Linked DNA regions of Hordeum vulgare: region 2 is linked to region 1. A link is a contact called in public Hi-C data. All regions are on one chromosome and are shown on one strand. The core of a region is the stretch at or near the end of the contact, and the rest is flanking DNA. Distances in the headings are between cores, read along the strand shown.

The links. A called contact is a pair of places that touch in the nucleus more often than the background predicts.
Region 2: a Hi-C map of leaf shows a contact between it and region 1, with 5 times the contacts expected there. The contact joins the promoter of LOC123407807 here to the promoter of LOC123413622 in region 1. A contact is called at or near these places in 2 of 6 Hi-C or Micro-C datasets (both in leaf).

The regions. Positions count from the first base shown.
Region 1 is chr7H:280,578,090-280,581,799 of MorexV3_pseudomolecules_assembly, forward strand. LOC123413622 (14-3-3-like protein GF14-A) reads right to left here and starts at 1,779. Exons shown (of 4, transcript XM_045106559.1): 1 at 1,198-1,779; 2 at 982-1,104. The coding sequence starts at 1,683.
Region 2 is chr7H:281,502,686-281,506,049 of MorexV3_pseudomolecules_assembly, forward strand. It overlaps LOC123407807 (alpha/beta hydrolase domain-containing protein 17B-like), which reads left to right and starts at 1,907. Exons shown (of 7, transcript XM_045101033.1): 1 at 1,907-2,369. The coding sequence starts at 2,023.

The DNA.
Region 1 (3,710 bases), core at 529-3,028:
CTAAAACAAAATTATCCATATCTTTTAAACCGTAACTTTGATTTTAACATGTTATATATGAAATTTGATTAAAAAATATATGTAAAATCTAAATATGATGTTATTTTTAGGTGTTAAATATTTCTAAAATATTAGTTTTGGTGCAAACTTAACCTATAGTGCATAGTCCTTTTTCTTTCGTACCGACGGTGATCCGAATATCAAACAAAACACCCATTAAAAATAGATTGAGAGGAAAGAAAACATCGATAACCACGCATGCACGCCTCTGAAAAACCTCACGGGAAAATAACATATTTCTCATCTTATTCCGAGCAAGTGTGCGTGAGAGAGAGACGCCTTAGGACTGACCACTTTCAAATACGTTTTCATTGTGTGAACACTGAGGCCACGGTCAGCAACACAAATGTGATGCCATGTGAAAATAAAGGACGTGGACCTATTTGGGTCTTGAGTCATGGTTATTGGCTTAAGAGCGTGTGTTATTTTCTCTCCCGTTATAACCCATTCTATGGCAAGTTATGGTAGGGTTCAGAGCCGCACGGCTGTTTGGTTGGTTCAAGACCTGATGAGGCATAAAAAGTTTGTGAATCTGATTGTAACCCTACTGTTTGATGAATACAAGTATATCCCCGCAAAAAAAATGACCAAATATGCAAAGCAGCTCAATATTGCCGAAAGTGATTGTAACTGAAGAACATTCTACTACCTAAGCAGCGTAAGAATCTACAACTATTTCACATGAAAATTAATCATATATATGCGGATGCAAACAATTAGAATATGTCCACTCCCTAAGCTGCACAAGAATCTACTTCATATGAAATGAAAAACATTGTATATGCAGTGCATTGGAGAAAAGGAGAAACAAATGGTGCTCTAGCATCTTCCGCGACTCTGATCTGTGCCAAGTTATAGAACTGCCCAAAGTTCATGAACTAGTAAACTTGCTCGGAAGGTGAGAGAGTAACAGCGAAGTACCTGCTTGGCGAGCGAGCACGCGCGATCAGGCGAGTTGAGGATCTCGTAGTAGAACACAGAGAAGTTGAGCGCGAGGCCCAGCCTGATGGGGTGAGTCGGTGGCAGCTCCTTCATGGCTATGTCCTAGAGCAAGGAACCACCCAAGATCCAAAAAAAAAAAAAGTCAAACCGCTCATCAGAGGAAGGGAGAAAAGCTAGTTAAAAGATAGGGGATACCTGAGCGGCCTGGTAGGCACCGAGGGTGGAGTCGGCGGCATCCTTGCGCTCGGCGGCCGACTTGAACTCCGCGAGGTAGCGGTGGTAGTCTCCCTTCATCTTCAGGTAGAATACCTTGGCATCGACGGCGGCGGCGGCGGGGACTAGGCGTTCGTCGAGGAGACGGAGGATCCCCGCGCAGATGTTGGAGAGTTCGGCCTCGACACGTGCGCGGTACCCGCGCGCCGCGGCGGCGTGCCCCGCAGCTCCGCGCCCTTCCTCCTTCTGCTCGATGGAGGACACGATGCGCCAGGAAGCACGACGCGCCCCGATGACGTTCTTGTACGCTACTGAAAGCAGGTTCCTCTCCTCGACGCTGAGCTCGCCGGTCCCCGTCGCTGCCACGACCCTCTCCATGAACTCGACCATCTCCTCGTACCGCTCGGCCTGCTCCGCCAGCTTCGCCATGTAGACCATCTCCTCCCTCGTTCCCGCTGCCGCTGCCATCGCTGTCGACGATCTGGTGTGTGCGCGTGGGCGTGTGGCTGTTGCTGTTTCTTGGCGGAGTGGGGAGTGGGTGGATGCAGGAGGGGAAGGTGGGGAGGAGGAGCAGCTGCGGTTTTAAAACACGGGGGGGATGGGGGGGGGGGGGGGGGGCGTCTACAATCGACCCCACCGTCCCCAAAAACGCTCGTGTGTGGCTGTTGCGGTTTCTAAGCGGAGTGGGTGGGTGAAGAGGAGCGCCATGCGGTTTTTGAGAAAAACTTTAAAATAGTCCGCGGGTGATTTTTTGATTTCATCACTCTTCGACCCGATCCGATTCCTGAACCACGCCCATCCAGAGTCTCAGATGTTGTGCATGGCAACCTGAAATCGTGAAGCTGTCTCAACACGGTGCTTTACGTGACTGTTTATTTTCAGTTGTTTTTTACTTTTACTTCACACACGCAATGCTTTTATTACATAGTTAAATAACAACACGAAGAAGCACGAAATCAAAGGATTTGGCACTAGCAAGCTAAGGCTGCCCCGTAATGTTAGTATCATAGGTAGTATTATGTATGCCAACTAGACAATTTTGATAAGGTGTCATAAAATTAAATGAAGAAATAGAGGTTTGAGTATCATATCATGATACCGTATCATACTAAATGATGTACTACTATGTGTCTTGCATGACAATAAATGAACCATCCTATGATACTCCCTCCGTCACGGTTTAGAAGGCACATGCGTGCGTTTCCAAAATAGACCAGGTTTAAAGCACGAAAGCAATTACTCCTATTAACTAGTACTAGTATTATTCATGCATGTGCCCTCCCAATTCGTTGCTCACACATTAGTATTAGTATTTTCTCAGTTGATTAGGCGCATTAGCATCTACACCTGCTACATCTCACAACCAATCGGTGACTACCTTGGTCCTAGAGATTTTCCAAGCATGCCTTCTAAACCGTGACGGATGGAGTACTAACATATGATAGTACTATGCATAACGATTGTGGTATCATATGCATGATACTAGTATATGATACTACCCATTACAACCAGCCTAATGCTTTCTTTGATAGCCAGCACACACTTTTCATGGAGATACGTGGCTACATTTTGTTATTGCAGCTCACTCAAGCATCATTAATGCAAACTCGTTTTATATTATTGACCGCATGTCACTTATGTAAGCTAGATGCACGATGTTGTGAGGTCGGTCGTCGGTGCTGCAAGTGAGACACATGACACTACAAGCCCATCCGTCAAACGTTGCAAGATCTGCACCACTACATATTATAGTTGGCGTAGTCGAGAGGGTGTGTTGCAAAGGCTAATTGGCACTACCACGAGCCGGGATGGTGCGTTGCAAGTGTCATGCGCCACCACCTTTGTAAGTGGGAACCCATACCGCTGCAAGGTTTTATTGACGTTGCATCGGTAGTGTTGCAATGGCGCGATCACGACATCGTCTGTGTTGCAATGGAGCTATCACTAATGTTAGAGCGACCACAACGTCGCCTGTGTTTACAATTTACAATAGGCTACCGCAACATCAATTCGGTGTTGCAATAGAACAACCGCTAATGTCATTCGCTTGCAATGGGCGACCGCTAACATCACTCGTGTTTGGAATGGCTAACCGCAACATCGTATGTGTTGCAATCGCGAGACCACTTATGTCGTTCATTTGCGGAGGGCAATTGCAACATCATTTTTGTTGCAATCGGGAGACAACTAATGTCACCCGCTAATGGCTGACCATAACATCATTCGTCTTGCAGTGAGGTGACTGCTAACGTCATCGGGGTTTGGAATGATCGACCCGAACATCGTATGTGTTGCAATGGGGCGACCCACTAGCGTTGCAATGTGCGGTTGCAACGTCTTTCGTGTTTGCAACAAGCAACTCGTTTGTGTTGCGATGGCGGCATCCTAATCCTACGCCGAGCGCAACTAACTCAGTACACCCAGTGCCAGTTTTTGTCTGCTGATGTCTTTTTTGCAGGGGGTTTTCCCCAATTTTTTAAAACCCAAAAAATCCA
Region 2 (3,364 bases), core at 657-3,156, 920 kb after region 1:
AATTAATAAGCATACAAAAATAGTTTTCTGACAAAGTTGTATGTAAATATGACAAGTTGATATATTTTAAATTGGCAAACACAGTCAATGACATGCTTTTATATCATGTATAATAAAATCTGTTACAAGGCTTTTGTATGAAACAAACATTAAAAAGTGACAATCAAGTTATTTTTTTGAGGCAAGTAAGTGGTTAATAATATGGCAAGTGGGTCAAAAAATGTGGCAAGTACGAACGAAAAAAAAATAGTTGACGAAACATATCGACATGGGATCTAGTTTCGAAGAACTCGTCGCGAGAAAGCCAATAGTAAAAGCGGATCATCGATTGAATTAACGATTTTGTAGACAATTTTTTTTTGAATTTCAAACATCAAAGGAAATCGCACGTTGTCTGTAGCATGCAAATCTCTTTTTTCCTTCCTAATCTAACACGCGATATGCTTAGATTAGATGGGTCAGTCTGCCCGCCGCACGGCAACGCAGCACGCAACCGTGCGCACACTATCAATTAGATTTTTCCTATATTTATAGTTGGATATGTCATCGTTCTTTTTAGGGGTTTCCTTTTTAGAGCAACTCTAGCAGACCCCGCAAAAGTCCGGCGACTATGCGGGTTAGGCTCATTTTTTCGTCCAGAACAGATCCCGCATACTCGCCCCGCCCGTAAATTTTTTTACCGCGGCCTGCAAAACGCACGCCCCGATCACTATATCTACGGTTTCGCGGTGCGTTTGTGGGTCGAAACCCTATCCCCCGCCGTCGCCGAGCCCCCGCGATTCCCCACCCCTTCCCCACATTTCTCGTCGTCGGCGACCACCTCCCTCGCCTTCAGCCGCAATGTGGAGTTCTGGACGCGGCTCCGGCGGCGGAAGCGACCCGGAGCGCGAGCGGCGCGTCCGGTCGGACGCCGCGAGGAAGCGCGGGGCCCGGAGGTGGACCAACCGCAACATTTCGTCGCCGGCGAGCTTCCGCGTCCGGGAGACGGAGGAGTACGACCGTCGGCAGGTCGCCACGGGCTCCTCCTCGGGCTCGCCCCTTCTCGCTGTGAAGAGGCAGTGGTCGGAGGAGCCAGAGGACGTCGTCGCCGTCAAGGAGGAGCCCGAGGAGCTCAACCGCCGCGGAGTCGTCGGGCCGAAGGACTTCGTCGTCGACGTGAAAGCCGTTGCGGCAACCATTGCCGAACGCAGTTTGCACGAGGAGGCGGAGCGTCGGCGCCACGATGAGGAGATCGAAGACCTCCAGTGGCGGCAGGCGGTCGAGGCCAACATCACTGCCAAGGAGAAGGACGACGAGTGGCGACGCATCCGCGAAGAGGAGAAGGCGATGTGCATCGACCTCGGCAGCTCCGACGAGGAGGACTGAGCTCATTTTATGTAATCTATGTAGTATGTAACCTATGTAGCATGTACTATGAAATTTTCGTGAAACTATATTTTTAAATTATGCAGTTTTGTTTACGGTTTTTATTGTCCGCGCTCATTTTTGACCCGTAAACGAGATTTAAGTGAAATCGTAAATGCGTTTTACGGGTTTAAATTTTGCGAGGTTTGCTAGAGTTGCTCTTATAGGTTGTAGATACCAAATCCAGCATAAAAAATGGCTGAATCGCACTCTCGCGCGACGCGTGACCGAAATTTGGGCTGGCCGGCTGCCTAGCGTCGCCCTTGCTTTAATTCTCCCGGCAATTTCTCCTCCTAATTCTCCGCTAGCGGTTCTGTTTTTTTTTTTTTGGAATGTTGGTAGATTCTACGTATCAAATACTCCGTATATTGATAAGAGGGAGCCCCTCCCCTCCGTAAACCCCCTGTACTTTCCAGGAGTTACAACAGAGTCCCTGAGTAAATTCAGTACTTCCATATAGCCCCTAGGCAGCGAAGCCCGCGCACCGATCTTTTTCCTTTAAAGCCCCTGAAACAAGTCGACTTCCACGGCCACACGCCTTCCCTGGCGCCTCCTCCTCCCCAGACCGGAGAGTTCAACCCTAATGCCGCTGCCGCCGCAGGTCTGAGGTCAGCGAATATGGGTGGTGTGACGTCCTCGGTGGCCGCTAAGTTCGCCTTCTTCCCGCCAGACCCACCGTCTTACGGCGTGGTGGACGAGGAGCCGCCTCCGCCGGGCGTGGCTCCGGCGGGGAGTGATGCTGCTGCGCTTTCTAGGAGGGTGTTGATGACGGGGGTTCCGTGGAGGGAGGGGGTGGAGGCACGTCGCCTCCGGACGCGGCGGGGCACGGAAATTATCGCCATGTATGTAGGGTGTCCCAAGGCGAGTCTCACGGTACTGTACTCGCACGGCAATGCTGCCGACCTCGGCAAGATGTATGAGCTCTTCATAGAGTTCAGCGCTCGCCTCCACGTCAATATCATGGGGTAAGTGTTCGTGTGTTTACTTGGCCCATTTATCTCATCTTGATTTGCATTTAGTTGAGGGAGCAAGAATGCAGCTTCAGTGATTGGGTCATCTTATGAGCAAATGGTTAGATTCTGAGTTGATGCATGACTGGTCGTGCTTGCTAAAAGTAGCCCCTTTGGAATTTATATTAAGAAAAAGTTAGTTGGTTGTTTCTGATTTTTGTTTTTTATAGAAAGTACTCCGTATTATATTTGGTTGATGAAATAGTCGTCATCTGGCTAGTGGCTGTAAGGGCCATAAAGCTCTGGTGCTCTGAATACGTTCTCAGTTCTCACCCTAGTATTAGCGCACGTTTTGTAGATGACCCATGTTGTTTTAATTTGTCATCAGGCTCAGGCTGCTCATGGTAAAGACTAATAGGCTTAAACTGAGTTTGCTGCGCGTATTGAACCAACTGACACTCCTACCACGTCTCAATCCAACACAAGAACAGAGTTATACTATGCATCTTTTGGAGAAGATAAACTGAATGAGGTAAAAAGGAAGTGTTAAGAAGCTTCAGGGCAAAGGGTCTTGATGTATTTGTCAAGCCTTCTTGATCATGGCCCTTATAGTCCCGTTGCAAACAAGTAACTAGGTTTCTGTAAATAAAATGAATTCTGCGATAGAAATGTAATTTAATATATGTAGGTCATGGTGCAACCATGTTTAGAACTTCAAAGAGCTCAAAAAAAAAAATAGAGTGCATAGACACGGTGGCAACGTCTACCAAATCCAAATTTGAAACATAACTTGTGAAACAAAGATGACAAATACATTGTCAATTGAGATAATGGGCCAATTCACACCCCAATTTAGGGTAGCAACTATTCACTAAGAGAGTCGTGTTTTAAGTTTAAATTGAAACTCCATAGCATGGTTGGTGTATATTGTGCCCACATGCTGCTTCTTTTTCCTCAGAATGTTTTACGACTTCTAGATGAGTGCACTGAGACTGGGTACACCTGGAGCA